2 separate regions of the Mus musculus genome follow, and region 2 is linked to region 1. A link is a contact called in public Hi-C data. All regions are on one chromosome and are shown on one strand. The core of a region is the stretch at or near the end of the contact, and the rest is flanking DNA. Distances in the headings are between cores, read along the strand shown. Region 1 holds the start of Tbk1 (TANK-binding kinase 1). Region 2 overlaps D930020B18Rik (RIKEN cDNA D930020B18 gene).

Region 1 (7,566 bases), core at 1,222-3,721:
GAAGAGATTTGCATGTATGCTGTTAAGGAAATAACGAGTGTGAGCCACGGTTAGCTTGAAGTAGGACTGCCCAGTATCTGTTAGACTGAAATGCAGTATGTTCCCAGCAATACAGCAGCAACAGTGAACCACATATATTCCATCATTCTTGTTCCGCTCTGGAGATAGTGTTTTACCAACCTTCCCAGCCTGGCTTTCAGCTCTCCATATGACGCAGATTAGTCTTCAGTCTTAGCCTCCAAAATGGTGAGTTACAGGGATATCTGGCTTTTTTTTTTTTTTTTTTTCAAATTAAAAAGAATTGGATATGAGTATTTGAGTCTGTGCCCATGATGCTGGAGGGTGTGAGTCAGATCCCCGGGAGCTGGAATTATGTTGTGACCCATTTGCTGTGGGTGCTGGGAGTTCAAGCCCACCCTCTGTGCGAGTAGCAAGTGTTCCCAACCACTTCCATCCCCCATGTTTGGCTTTTATTTCATATATTCAATTTAATTTAAATCCCAGAGCTGTAAGAAACATCCGTTTATTGTCTAGTACTGTCTCTGACAATCAAAATAATATTGACTATTTCCTCCAATTGCTTGAAAAGATTAATCCTGATTTACAAAAAAATATTTTTTGACCCAGGGTCTCTTCACAAGCCCAAGTTGGACTCGAACCTGCAATTTTCCTGCCTTTGCCTCTCACATGCTGGGAGACAAATGAAAGAACTTAGGGAAGCGCAGAAAACCATCACCACTACAGGATCGTCCCAGAAGGCAGAATCTCGCCCACAGAGAAACTGTAACTGAAAAGTACAGAAGTTACTATTCTTGAAAAGCCAGTAACTCTTTTGATTCTGTTTAAGGATGGTTTTCCTGAGCCAGTGAAATGGCTCAGTGCGCAAAGGGGCTTGCTGCCAAATCTGATAACCTAAGTTCAGTTCCCGGAACCCACATGGACTATCTGTGCCACGGCATGTATGAGACCGCGCGCGCGCGCGCACACACACACACACACACACACGTAAAAACCATCAAAAAGTAGTCATTCCCCTTACTTCTAAATGGACAGGATGTATATACACACACCAAGTATATATTACCAAATCCTAAGATGTACCAACTGCAGACTTGACTTTTAACACAAGAAGGCCATGCAACCGAATAGATGGCACCAACACCAGACAGATCAGACTCCTTTAAGACTGTTGTGAGGTCAGATAGCAAGTCCATTTCCAGTAAGCTAGAACTCTGATCTTCCAAGTTAGGGTCCTGGGAAATGCCCAAGAGTCCAAGGTTCGACAATCTCTTACACAGTACTTATACTTAGAATTTTATCACCTATGTAATTTAGATAAGAAATTGTACAGCCATCTGTCTATTTGAAGTAAGCAAAAAAGGAACCCTTTTCGAAAACAACAAATGCACTTACCACTTAACTACGTACGCTCCATTCAAGGGGCGATAAACCCAAATATGTAACGGGAAACCTTCCCTAATTGATGCTGCACTGCTGTTAAATAACTGTAAAGGACAGATTCATCACCAAGTGCGCATATGTCTCTAGTGGGTAGCTGAAAACATATTTATCAGCTAAGATATATAAGATAAGCTCTCTCTCTATACCAATATAAAAAGATGGGTCCGCAATAGTAATGGTCTGAAACTTTTCCAGGAACCCCCTCGGGACTAAAACATGACTCAGCACACCCAACGGATGCTTGCTATGTAAATCTCCCCAAATCCTGACAAGTGTATTATCTGGCATTCAACAAGTAAGTTATCTGTGATTCTGTAGGCAGTCTACTTCCTTTGATTGCTTAAAGCGAAAGTTACCGAGGATAAAACAGGTCTGGTGACATGGTGTAGGGACAAAAGTTCCAGGATTTCCCAACTCTCCCTCTATGTCACCCATTTACTCCGTAGATAGCAGAGGTCCCGGAATGGGAAAGGTCGGGTTTTGACAGTTCTCGGGGGAGAATCCGTCTTGGGACGCCTGACAGAAAACACCAGGGGAATGGATCCGGGAAATAAATCCAGCAGGTCGGGGAGGAACGAGAAGACAGGGGGGTTTGCATTTCGCTGTGTACATTAAAAACGTCTGGTGCCGGTATCCTCGGGTGAGTCAACCCTCGGGAACGCCAGTCCGTCTAAAAACTGCCGGCGGCGGCAGCTGGACCAAGGGTGGGAGCGGCGAGTCAACTCCGGCCAGGGCAGCCCCGGTGCCCGGGCGGCCGCCAGGGCCCATCCCGGGCGAGCGCGAGGCTGCGGGGCTCCCGGGGCCGCGGCCCCGCGCTGACTCAGCACGCCGCCTCCCCGACCCCTGGGCGCGCCCCCGCCCGGCCCCTCCGGCCCCGTCCGCCCCCACCGGCCTCCGCCCGCCCCTCTTACCCCGCGAGTGTCCGCCGCGTACAGCCCGCGGCTCCCGGGCCTTCTCGCGCCCCAGGCTACTTCCGGCTTCGCCAGCCCGGGCCACGGAGCACGTGACCGAGTGCGGGGCGCGCCTGCGCGTGCGTACTCCGCGGCGGCCGAGCTCGCTGGGCTGCAGTCTCCAGTGCGGGCGGGAGGAGCTAAGGGAGTGCGGGGCGGCCGGCGTGCGGCAAGGAGGTGACGCCCACGGCCACCCGTGGACAGCGGGCTGGCCGCCGATCGCTTTCGCAGAGTAGATGGGGCGGGTTTGTGTTTCAACGTCGCTTGGCTGCTGCGTGAAGCAAGTATCCGTTCATGCCATCAGTACTCTTTAAGTCGCTTTCAGTTTCTGTTTTTGAAAATGGTAACACTGGAGACTTGAACTTGACAACTTAAGAGGTAAACTGCTGTATGATCAGGTCCTGCTCAAGCAGGCATTCCTTACAAGGATTTGCTTCCAAGGAAGCACGATGCACCAAATTCCTCTTTCTACCTAAGGCACCCTCCAGACCGAGGGCGAGCAGATCTCCGAGGACGGGAGCCGGGAGTGGTTAAGGGCTGGCAGAGGCGTTGACTGAAACAGGGGGCTGAAGCTGAATCTCTGCCCACTTCTAATCCGTTTTCATCAAACTCAAAATGGAGATTTTAAAAGGCCCACTCCAATGACTTCTTAGAAAGTTATTTTATTAGAATTTTAGACAGTTTAGGCAACAAGACCATTCTAACCGCAAATGCACGTCTTACAATAGAATATTTCAGTTCTGTTAATGACATGACAGATTCATCCAAGTTTCTTCCAACAAAAAACCCAACGTTCAAAAGTTATGAAGTATGACTAAGCCAAAGGACTTCACATGTTTACCACAGAAGTGATACACAGTAAAATACCACATAATACTTCTAAAAAAGTCAAGCCACTTGTGAAACTATTAGCAAGCACAGAGACGGAAACTCCACTGGTTAGGCACAGGACTAACTCAGGCACCATAAAACCCTCTGTCTTCTCACCTGTAACAAATGAGATTCCCTAGAGAGAATTATTTGGGTGCTTGCTTTTAAAAATCAGGTACTCAATGACGGAAAGGCTTCTTGGTCATGACGGTACTTGGGTAATCTCAAGGAATGAAGATGAGGATCATTAGACATGATTACATTAAAATTAAGTTCCTTATGTATATGCTCTGATTTCCATGTCCTGATTTCTCAGGTCTAAACACATGAACCCTCTGTAGGGCTTTAGAGAGCCGTGTATGGACTCGATAGTACAGTAATACAAGCTAATACTGAGACCTGTGTTTTAATTCATTGGATTCTTTACAAGTTATGAGGTAGCTACCACTGTTCCCCATTTCTGACGGGGAAACCAAGGCAGGAAGAAGTTATTTAACTTGCTCAAGGTCCTAAAATCGGTTACTGGTGTTAAGTGGTGTTTGAATCTACTTAAATCTGGATCCAGAGTCCTCGTTATACAAGCTCGTAACTGCTGTGCTCTGCTACACACTAATTGTACACTTGTACAATTCTGCTGTGTCCCACAGATGCTATTACCTCTCCCACAGTGTACAGGAACATAGCAAAGCAACACCTGGTTTTGCTTGTCTTGGTTGTTGTTTTTGAAACAGGCCTTGGCCCCCTCTGAATGCAGTGATTACAGGCAGAAGCCACCAAACCTGCCCCACTTACCTATTTCTTAAAAACTGTTATTTATAGAAGTACTATATATACGTCACTATTTTCATCGTTCAAGAGATGAAATAGAGATCCTTAGCTGTCAATTTACTTCACTGCTTTTATTTTATAATGTAAGGAAAATGCTATCTCTCCTGGAGTTAAAAATCAGAAAAAGATTCTAGGGGATTGGGGGGGGGGGGGCGTGGGTTCAAGTTCACAAAGTGCTCGATGGACGAGATGGGGGCCTGAATTTGGATCCCGTATCAAACCTTGGTGGCAGTCAACACCTGCAACCCGGGACTGGGACCTGGCCAAAATACTGAGTAGAGTAATACAGTTTCAAATAATAACCTGTTTCAAATAATTCAGTTCTTATCCTCCCCCTACACACACATATGTGCACATATAAATTCACTTTAAAAAGATTTTAGGAAATATATATCCCTGGACAACACACAGCCAAAGGAGAAAAAGACAAATCTCTCCTAAATCTGTGTCCCCTCCCTGCTCTGTGGTGCTAGGGATGGAACTTGGGTCTTCAAGCAAGCCCTCTACCACCAAGTATACATACTCTGCAGTAGACGCCAGGCTTTTACTAACTGCATTCCTAGACAGACTCTCGTGCAGTCCAGGCCGACCTTGGACTCACTATGTGGCTGAGGATGACCTGGCCCTTTCCCTTTCCGTTCCTCTGCTTTTGCGCAGTGCTTGGGATAGAAGTCGGCCGCCGCTGGCGTTCACTATACAGACTTAGATTTCAGTGTAAGCGCCTACAGCTGGGTTGCCGGACTTCCGTCTGTCTTTCCCGAGGCTGCTCTTCTGGCTTTCTCCTGTTGCACGAAGCAGCACACATAGTTAATTGACTGCAAGTCATCAACACACGGGTGGTCAGACTTGGTGCTTCTCAGCTTAATCCCAGCAGTGGGGAGGCAGGCTGCTCTGTATAGTGAGACCCAGTCTCAAGGCAAAACCAAACAAACAAATCCAAGTGGGCTGTGCTCGGAGGACATCTAATATCACAGAAAAACACCGGGCTTTCTAATCCCATCACAGATGGACAGAGTTGGCTCCTAGTGCATTTAAAAAAGACTCAACAGACCTATGTTGTGAGTGACCGCTGGGGCACAGCCTGTGACATAAGGAACCCACACTCCCATCTGCTGATTGTTAGGTGGGAATCAGTGTGAGTAAGGTGGGGAAAGGAGGCTCTTTGTAATAACTCCGGAAAAGACTTGGTGTATTTCACTATGTAAAATTTATTTTTTATAAAAAAATGTGTGACACCAGCACCTTCTTCTAAACCGACTTAATTAGGAAGCTATTCTCTTATAGAATACACATCGGCATTGAAAAATTTAAAGAAATGTAATGGCTATCTATGAAAGATTACGTTTTGATTGTTACCCCACAGCTCATGTGTCTGCATACACAGAACCAAACATTCCCAACTTTACATTCGATTTGTTAGTCAGTTTTCCACTGCTGCATTTTATAAAGAACTTTAAAGTTTCATAAAAGGAAAAAAAATTAAGGAACTAGGATAAATCTATGTCTTATAACAGCATTTTTACATAAACAATTTAAACCGGCATGCAGGCAACTTCTCTTGTTGTCACACACCTTTTTAAGGGAAAAATTACACCCATTTTACAGAAAATCCCACATACACTGCAATATGATGGAAACAATGCTAAAGGACCAGTGTGGATGGCGCTCGCGAGCACACACACACCCACACACACACAAACTGCTTCTTTATAAATTATGAACTGGAGTTCCTGATCATGACAGGGGCCGGGAGGTCCAGTCCTTAGGGTTTTGCTCTCTGGAAGAACACCTGGAAGACAAGCATGGAAACAGCACACATGTCAAGACAGGATGGTTTTTTTTTCCCCCCAAGGCTTCTGAACGCTAGTCTCTCTTTGGTAACAACCAATATTGCTATGAGCAATAGCAGTCAGAGGAAATAGCTTTTAGAAGATTTCTCTTTTTTTAAAAAAAAGATTTATTTTTTATTTATTATATGTAAGTTCTCTGTAGCTGTCCTCAGACAACTCCAGAAGAGGGAGTCAGATCTCGTTACGGATGGTTGTGACCCACCATGTGGTTGCTGGGATTTGAACTCCTGACCTTCGTAAGAGCAGTCGGGTGCTCTTAACCACTGAGCCATCTCACCAGCCCGGAAGATTTCTATTTACTGGTAAAATTAACAATAAAAAATTAAATTTAATGAAAAAAAAAGTCAAAGATAAAGACTGAAGCCTTCAGCCTTCAAAGAGCTGCTGTTTATTTGGTGTTTAGTGGGTATTTACAGTTCAATATTTAAGACCATCAAAGAGCAGGCTAGCAGTCAGGCCAGGCACTGGCCAGCACTGCAGGCCACACCCAGTGATGTGAACTAAACACACACTAGAAATAGCAGACAGCAGGCAGTGAGCTCTGACAGGGACGCTTAGCCCATATGCATGTTCCTAAGACCTCAAGAGCCAGCATTCACCTGACAAACTATATGCAGAGAACCTGGGCATTGTGATTCACATCTGAGATTCCAAAAGCTAAGAGGCTGAAGGGAGAGACACTGGATTTCAAGCTCCCCTGGGCTACATAAGAGAAATCCTGTCTTAAAAGAAAGCCTTAAAGGAAGCCATCCATCTCAGTTGGCTTCAACTGTTGACATAGCCTAGGTTCACCAGAGGAATCACGACCAAGGGACTGACATCCTGACTATTGAGGACTGGTCTGTGGAACTATGTCCTGACTCTGAGTTGATAGGAGAGGAAGCAGCCGGCTGTGGGCACCACCACTCCCTGGGTAGGTGGTTCTGGACTGTGTAGGAAAACCAGCTGCGCTTGCTTTAGCCTGTGCTGATTCAGCAAGCCGTGCTCCTTTGTGGTTTTAGCTTCAAGTTCCTGTCCTGACTGCCCTCAAGACTGACGTGACCTGGAGGCTGGGTGAGCTCTCCCTCCCTTAAGTCACCCCTGGCCATGCTATTTGCCCCATCGCCGGAATGAAACGGACAGAACACAAGCTGCACGGGTAAGCGGAGACAGCGCCAGCGACCCCAGCGGAGGAGGGCTGGCGGTAAAGCAGGTCTGAGAACAGCGGTAACAGTAGAAGGGAGTCTTAGAAGAGAGGTAACTGTAGTCTGATATCAGAAGAGGCGCATGAGCTCGCCTCAGTACACAGAGTTCCCAGGAAGGCCCTGCAGAACAGTGAACCCTCGAGGGAACGTCTGATCTGTCAGCCTGGCTGGGAGATGGGAAGGGACACTGAGGAAGATTAACGGAAGCCGTCAGCAGTGACCAGCCAGCTCTGGAAACAACGGGCACAAATACCGTTTCCAATCACTAGAAACATGCTAGCAGGGGAGAGATGGTTCAGCCATTATGGGTAATGGACACGCTTCCTGAGGTTAATTCCCAGCAACCACGGGGTGGCTCACAACCATCTGTAATGGCATCTGATGCCCCCCCCCCTTTCTGGCATGCAGATGTAAAAGCAGATA
Region 2 (7,641 bases), core at 5,060-7,559, 110 kb after region 1:
TTAGCTGAATTCACTCGTATAACAAACTTGGTTTTGAAATAACAGAGTCTCTCCACAAGATATCCATGAGCATAACTGTGCTATTATCTTATAACTATTCTATTATCGTGTATTCTCGAGGGCAAGAGCCCATGCTTTAATAGTCTCTTATAAATCCTCACCTGCTGACCCCTTCCCTTGGGGATTAAGTTACTGACACAGGAAAACCAGCTGTAGCCAGCTGGGTCTGAACTACTTCTCCATCCTTTCCAGCCTAGCTAACCTCCACTCTTCTGTGAGGCTCTGGTGCTGGTTCCCGGAGAGGAAGGCAGAAGGTGATTCTCTGACCTTCTTTCTAACTGGGTCACATCCTGCCAACACAATCACATAGAGCCCTGTACAGTGTCGTCTTCTGCCAACCCTTGAGCTTGTCACTGTCGCTGTTTGCATTGGCTTCTGTTGTCGTGTGGTTCTGTCCTATGGTAGCTGTTAGTGTCTTGGCATGCTTTCTACAAGGCATGGGGTAGGAGTGGGCATCTCTCCACTCGATTACTTTGGCCTGAGTCATATGCTTCTGTAGGCTCACATATCTTCCTGAAATGCTACTTACAGTGTTTTCCATGGTGACTGTCCCACCTACTGGTGCTCCTGAGAGACAATGAACAGGGCCCCCTACCGTTAGGGCTGTATAGTGTGAACAAATGGACGGGGCTTTTCTGTTCTATAGAGAGCATCGGTCTCTGGAAGTTTGTTACATGTCTAGTTTCTCATGATCCAGACGATGGCGCTCTCTGTACAGACTGCAACTGCAGAGAACAGGAGAGGTCTGCTCGGTGTTTGCAGTATGTAATGGACTAGGTTTTGTGAAGCCTTCACCCTCAGTCTCTTGCCCCTTCCCCAAGCCTGGTTTCCCTCTATTCATCCATGCATTCAATTAATCAACATGCGTTCTACTAGAAATCTCTTCAAAAAGGTAGTGTGTAGGGCTGGCGAAAAGGCTCGGTGGGTAAAGTGATTGTTGACAAGCCTACAATCCCAAGTTTGTTCCCTGGACCTGATATGGTGGAAGAGGAGAACAATTTCCATAAGTCTTTTGAATTCCACATGTGGGTCGTGGCTTGCACACCCATGTGCACATATGTGCACATGCATATTCACACACACAGACACACGCGTAGTAGATAAGATACACGTAGATAAGCAAGTGAGTGGGGTACTTGACACGAGGTAATATATTCTCGTCCCATATGAGCATGTGCCCCGTTGACTATCAGTGGTTCCCAGCTGAGAACGTCTTTTCCAGAATGATGGAGTCTGTCCTGAAGAATCTCTTGTCAGATCCCCTCAACACATTCATAGAAAGCTGGCCAGGGGCACTTATCAGTGGAGTAGCCTACTGCCTAACAGAGATTAAGTCCATGAGGTTGTCTTCTTCAGCAGTGTACAGAGCCCAGCCAGGCTCAGGTTCACTCGAGGAGTGCCCTAATTTTTATTTATCCATATTTGTACAAGCTGGAAGTCTCCTATGTGTTTTATGTGGCCTTAGTCTTTGTCATCTGGGTGAAAGCCTAAGGTCCTAAGGATCCCAGACAGTAGGGGAGTTCCTCACTCAGTCTTTAAAGCTGATGTCTTAAATTAGTAGTCGGGTCAACTGACTCTCACAGGGGTCACCCAAGACCATAGAAAAACTAGATAGTTACATTACGATTCATAACAGTAGCAAAATTACAGTGATGAAAACAGTTTTACGGTTGGGGGGGTCACCACAACATGAGGAGCCCTATTAAAAGGGTCACAGTGTTAGGAAGGTTGAGAACCACTGCCTTAAAGGAACTGAGTTAAGTATGAGGCCAGACTGTGACCGTGAAGTCTGTCAGGATGAAGGGTGTCTTGAGGCAAAGGAAGGTCAACACATAGACCCAGCTGTAAACAGTAGGGGCAAAAGGAGACCGTGTGAGAGAGATTTGCAAAACAAACAAACAAAATCACTCTTGGGGGGGGGGTGCAATCATTGAATGCACCTACTTCTCAGCCAGCCCTGATTACTGTAGCTAGTGAAACCATGGAGGCACTGAGAGGCTAGGGGATGGCTCAGCAGGTAATGAGCACTTCCTGCCAAGCCTCACAACCTGAGTTCAACCCCGGGCGCTCATATGATGACTCAAGCAAGTTGTCCACCGACTTCTACACATACACCGAGGCATGCGTGCATAACATGCCACCCCCAAATGCTCATATGATGACTTAAGCAAGCTGTCCACCGACTTCCACACATACACCGAGGCATGTGTGCATAACATGCCACCCTCAAATGATTAAAAATGTAATTTTAAAAAAGAATTAGTTATTTTATGAGTACATGGTTGCTGTCTTCAGACACACCAGAAGAGGGCATCCGGTCTCATTACAGATGGTTGTGAGCCACCATGTGGTTTCTGGGAATTGAACTCAAGCCCTCTGGAAGAGCAGTCAGTGCTCTTCACCGCTGAGCCATCTCTCCAGCCCTAAAAGTATAATCTTAAAAAAAGACCAATAACAATTAAAATAAATCAAGGCGCTAAAGAAATTAAAATTATAATCGCAGGTTGGTTTGTGATCCGGCATTGAGTAGCATTTCAGAGAGAAATAGCTCACAGGCATTGGAGTAAGGAGTGGCAGAGCCATCGGTTTGGGTTTGTGGATGAGGCTAGCGGCTAAATCAGAGTGTGGGTGACGCCCCATCCGCATGCATGTAATGACATTCTCCTCCTCTAGATGGCGTTTGTGGCCAGGATCGTGGAGGGAGTGGTGAGAGGGCTCTCAGCTTCATTCCAGCTGCTGACTCCCTGCCAAGCAGTTCTGTTGTACCAGCAGTTTTACATCCTCAGGAGCTGCCTGCAGCATAGCAAGGCTCTGGCCGAGTATATTAGGAATGACCACCGTGAGGAGTTCAGGTAAGGCAGAGCACGTCAAATTGAAGTACCCATGGCTCATTTTCCCAGGCCCTTACTATTAGCATTCTGTCTAAGCTCCGCGCCCCACGGTTACCTGGCAACAGCCAGGTGTGCCTGACTCACTATAAAAGAGGCAGTTTGCCCCCTCCTCTCTCTCTTGCTCTCATGCTCTTTCTCTACCTATTCTATACTATACTGTCCCTGTGTCAGGTGAGGCAGGCACCTCCTCCCCCCATACCTGACTACACCTCCATAGAACATATCCCCTGCTCTCTTTCTTCCTATAAACACATCACTTAGGACAGGACGATGCTTGGGTTAAATGGTGATGGAAAATTCCACACTTTTTTTTTGGTACTTCTTTGTTTGATCACAGGTAAGGTGAAATCTGGGACAGCTCTAAGAACCACTACCATCTGAGTGCCCCTGACCTAGAATCCACTTGTCTCGAATCGATTGCCTTTCTTGTGTGCAGCCCACGTTGCACAGACGTGTAATGATTTATTTTAGAGTAACAAATCCTATTGAAGGGTTGATAAATCATGAACTGAGTTCAAGCCAGTCGTTGCAGGGGCGTTTTGCAGGGATCAGTCAGTAAGGGGGACAGATTGGGAACCTAGACACACTGGGGAGTTAGCTGGCTGTCCATTGGCTTCATTTACCCCCTTGTCACGAGCAAAACAGTAAGAGGCGGCAGTAGCCAGGGTTGGTTTCCTCAGGCAGCCAGCCTGCTCCGCTGTGCACCTCAGGGGTTGCACCTCTTTATAAAGGCCAGCAAAGCACTCAGCAGTACAACCTGAACTAACTCACACTAAAGAAAAGCTAAGGTAGTTTTTGCCTTAAATGAGAAGGGTTCTGGCAGCTTGGCTCTGCTATTGGTTCGGAGAGAGAGACATCAGAAGATGTGGAGGCGTACATTACAGCTTTATATTGGCTTCAAAAGGAAGAAATCCAGCCCTCTGTGTGGACTCCGTTTTTCCTGCGTGTGGCATTACATCAGAGGGTCCACTCTGGATACCATAAAAGGAACTTATTTGGCTCCAAGTTGATCCCACAAATCAGTCCCAGCACCCCTCCACTCCTGCCTCCTAACTTCCTTTGAAAATTTCATTAGGAAAAACTGACATTGCGTGAAATTTACCCCTCTAGAGCATATAATTTGGTAGCTCTGAATACATTTCACAATGTTTTTGCAACTGTAATTATTGAACCCTGGAACACTGTCATTATCTAAAATAAACCCAGTGCCTGCTAAGCAGACATATCCCATTCTTCCTTCTCAGCTCTTGGCTCTAACCTCTTACCTACCCAGTCTTCTAGACAATTGTCCAATGGACGCCCTTTCCCATGTCTTTCATTTATCATATTCCCAAGGTTTAGTATGTTGTGGTATGTATAACATCACACACACACACACACACACACACACACACACACACACACACACCCACACCTGTTTTTCCAGTTTGAGGGAAAGTTTTACAGTGTAGCCCAGGCTGGTCTGGAACTCACCATTTAGCTTAAGTTGGCTTTGAACTCACAGCAATTACAGGCATGTACCATCATGCTTATCCTAATTATAAAAGACCTAGTTATAAACTTTATAAACAATCAGGACGGCTGGCACAAATGGTTAGCAGTAGGACCTGGAGCTCCCAGCAGGACCCTGTTAGGGCGATTGTGTGCCCTTTGGCTACCATCCCCCCTGCTTTCTCCTCCAGCCCCCTGGTTTATGATTCTTGTGGACCTTCAGGTTTGTGGTTTTTTTTTTTTTTTTTAAACCAATGGTTTTAACTGACCTTGCATTAGAATCATCTGTTATCAAAAACACTGACCCAGGTTGTGGTCCTTCTGTTTTGGTTTGCCTGGGGCATGATCTAGGAATGGCAGTTTTAAAAAGCTACCCTCAGTGATTCTGGTCTTCGTTCTTTGATGCTACTCAAGGACGCGGATGAAGGTTGCCTATATCTTTATGGGAGATAAACCCTACTCTTTCCTCTTGCCTGATCGGACGGGTTATCTCATCTTGGTTCCCTTCTCCTTGCTGTGCAGTTTGAGGGCCCACCATCAGAGTCCTTAGCATAGATTTTGGTGAAGACAGCCCCATCCTGTCTTGGTCACCGCCTAGGTGGCAGATCCATTATTAATAATTCCTGTCTCAAAGAGAAAGGCTGGAGTGCATATGTGGTAAGGATTTTCTAAGTCCTGAGCTCGGGAGGTTGGAAGTCTGGACATGCTGAGTCCCCGTGGCTAAGGGTCCTCCACCCCCACTCCCACCCCGCCCCTCCCCCACCCCCACCCCTCCCCTCCCCCACCCTTCCATCGTTGTGCCGCGAATGTGAACATACTGGATGAGCCAGTGTGAAAGTTCTCGTTTTAACGGTGTTTTGTTTCTCTCTGTGACTTGCAGGTACTTTATTCACATGCCGGCCTTGGAGCAGAGGCTCCCAGGCTGCTACCCCATTACAGAGCCCACCACTCAGCTCTGTCATGAAGTTCTGCAGTTGATTGAGCAGAAACAGTGTGCAAAATGTTAGAGGAGGTTAGAAGTATAAAGTATCCACTGAAGTCACTATGGAAAACAGCCTTTTGATTTATGGACTATTTAGCTCCTTCCTTCTAAAGAGTCTAGTGAAGTGCTCATTAACACCGCTTTAAGAGCTCTTACTTTTTGGTTTCTGCTTTCTTGAGATAGGGTTTCTCTGTGTAGTCCTGGCTGTCCTGGAACTCCTTCTGTAGACCTTGAACTCACAGAGATCTGCCTGCCGCTGCCTCCGCCTCCCAAGCACTAGGAGTAAAATGTGTGTCCCCACGCCCAGTTCTGGGGTGGGGGTAGAGTCTTAATTTTTTTTTAAGTAGCTATGTCTGGGCTGAGAGCCTGCAACTCAGAGGCAGAGTCTCTACCTAGCATCTGTGAAGATGTGTGTTCAAGCTCTACCACAGGAAAAAAAAAAAAAAAACAAACAAAACCAAAAAACCCCAAACAAACAGTAACAAAACCAAAGCAAAACAACCCAGCCCCAAGCAACACAAACACTGGCTACATCTTTCTTCACTTATGGAAAGTGCCGTACCTCTCCAGAATGAAAGCTTTCTCAAAGCCATGAAAACAGTACTGAGCAAGCGCAGAATCTCAGAGCCTGCGTGTGCAGAACAGATCTCGTGGGTCTCCTTGGCGATTGGAGGGAGCCACTGGAACACCCGCAGCAAGATTGTCGTAGAAGTACAAAGTACACAGCCTTAGAGAAGTGCCCGGCGATGGCGTGTGGGTGATGGCGTGCGGCACTTTCTCCCCTACCCGGAAATATTTTAATGTCAAAAGTGTGCCTGCAGCAGTGGGCAGGAGGACACCACTGCAGCTGCACGGAATACTGAAGGAAAACAGGCAGGACTTCCTGTGGGGAAGCTCCGCAGTATGCTGCTCTGTTTCACGCCAGAGTGGGCCAGTCTGAACCAGCCTGTGGAGCCTCTCGCACTCATTTACAAAAGGTCACACTGAGTGGCTGTAAGTTAACTTAGACCCCAAACACTTTCTGGAGCTGTTGCGTTTGACTTTAAAAAACACCAGAAGTGGGCTTTCTGTATAACTTCCTACAGCCTGAGGAAGTAGGAGAGGAAAGTCTGCTTCCAAAGAAAGTGCACTCTGGGCGGCTTTGCCTGTGGTGCTCAATGGAACCACGGCTGGGGACTTTGTTGAGACTTAGTTTCGTGTCATAAATTTGTCCAGCAATATTTAAATTATTTTACAGTGATCATTTTTTAATATAATATTTATATGATTTTGACTGATTGCTCAATATATTTCTTAAATTTACTACTTCTATAGCTTTCTAAATATTTTATGTAAAAATAGAACCGTTCCAGCTGAGACTGTAGCTCAAATGGTAGGGCACTTGCCTAGCATGTAGGGAGGCCCCGGGTTCAGTGTCCAGCACCACAAAAAATAATAAAATAAAAACTGGCTTCTAGATATGAGACTTTGTGTTAAAAAAGGCATGCAGACACTTTTAGCTTCTCAAATTGCTACTCTGAGAGGCTGTAGGTGGCTAAGGAGGGAACCTTCTTACCCATGTTCCAGATGTGTGCACCTGCCCTGGGCAGCCTCAGCCGCCTCCTCGCCCTGCTGTGCTCCCACACGCCATTCTTACTGCGCCAGTAATGACTTGATTTGCCAGCATCCCAGGCAAGTTCTTATGTGCTGGTTTCGTTGTCAGTGCAGTGTTTAATAGAATCATTGTAAGATCTTTCAAAAGAAAAAAAATACCATAAAGGTAGTACTGAGTTTTCAACTTGAAAAACCTGGTATACTGTGACTCTCAAAATAATGTTTTGATACATTGATAAAAAATGTTTTGTTTGCAGATTATTTATAAATTACTAGTCTTATTTGTTTCCATGAGGTTTTTTTTTTTTTTCCTTTTATTGTGATTTTTTAAAAAGTCTTAAGTATTGAACTTTTGGGGGAAAAAAGTATAAGAATGAAACCTTCACCCAGAAACCTCGTTTCTAGTTCTGACTCAGGCATCTAACCAATTTACATTAAGCCACTTTCTAGGCCTTGCCTATTTCTTTCTGTAAGCTCACTAGCTTCTCCAAGCTCTCTAGTGTCCTCTGCCTGTAAACAACACTTTTGTTTATTAAAACGGGGTCTCACGGAACCCAGGGAGACTTGATCGCTCAGTGGCCAAGAATGGCTTTGAACTCCTTTTCCTCCTGCCTCTATCTCCCA

What was found. A called contact is a pair of places that touch in the nucleus more often than the background predicts.
Region 2: a Hi-C map of embryonic stem cells shows a contact between it and region 1, with 2.3 times the contacts expected there. The contact joins the enhancer-like site here to the promoter of Tbk1 in region 1. A contact is called at or near these places in 2 of 484 Hi-C or Micro-C datasets (bone marrow-derived macrophages and embryonic stem cells), 1 of 115 datasets of contacts at active chromatin or transcription factors (embryonic stem cells) and 2 of 9 other capture datasets (adipose tissue and pancreatic islet).

The regions. Positions count from the first base shown.
Region 1 is chr10:121,584,323-121,591,888 of GRCm38.p6, forward strand. Tbk1 (TANK-binding kinase 1) reads right to left here and starts at 2,472. Exons shown (of 21, transcript NM_019786.4): 1 at 2,373-2,472; 2 at 1-19. It overlaps Xpot (exportin, tRNA (nuclear export receptor for tRNAs)), which reads right to left. Exons shown (of 25, transcript NM_001081056.2): 25 at 3,058-5,898. The coding sequence ends at 5,872.
Region 2 is chr10:121,687,037-121,694,677 of GRCm38.p6, forward strand. It overlaps D930020B18Rik (RIKEN cDNA D930020B18 gene), which reads left to right. Exons shown (of 13, transcript NM_177335.4): 12 at 2,734-2,912; 13 at 5,323-6,878. The coding sequence ends at 5,449. Among named protein-coding and RNA genes, the nearest start is that of Gm35865, 14 kb to the right of the region's middle. Within about 2 kb of position 6,310, at least 29 of the 459 cell types and tissues checked have an H3K27ac peak or open chromatin away from gene starts, as enhancers often do. A contact at or near this core is called in adipose tissue, bone marrow-derived macrophages and embryonic stem cells, where this site is marked.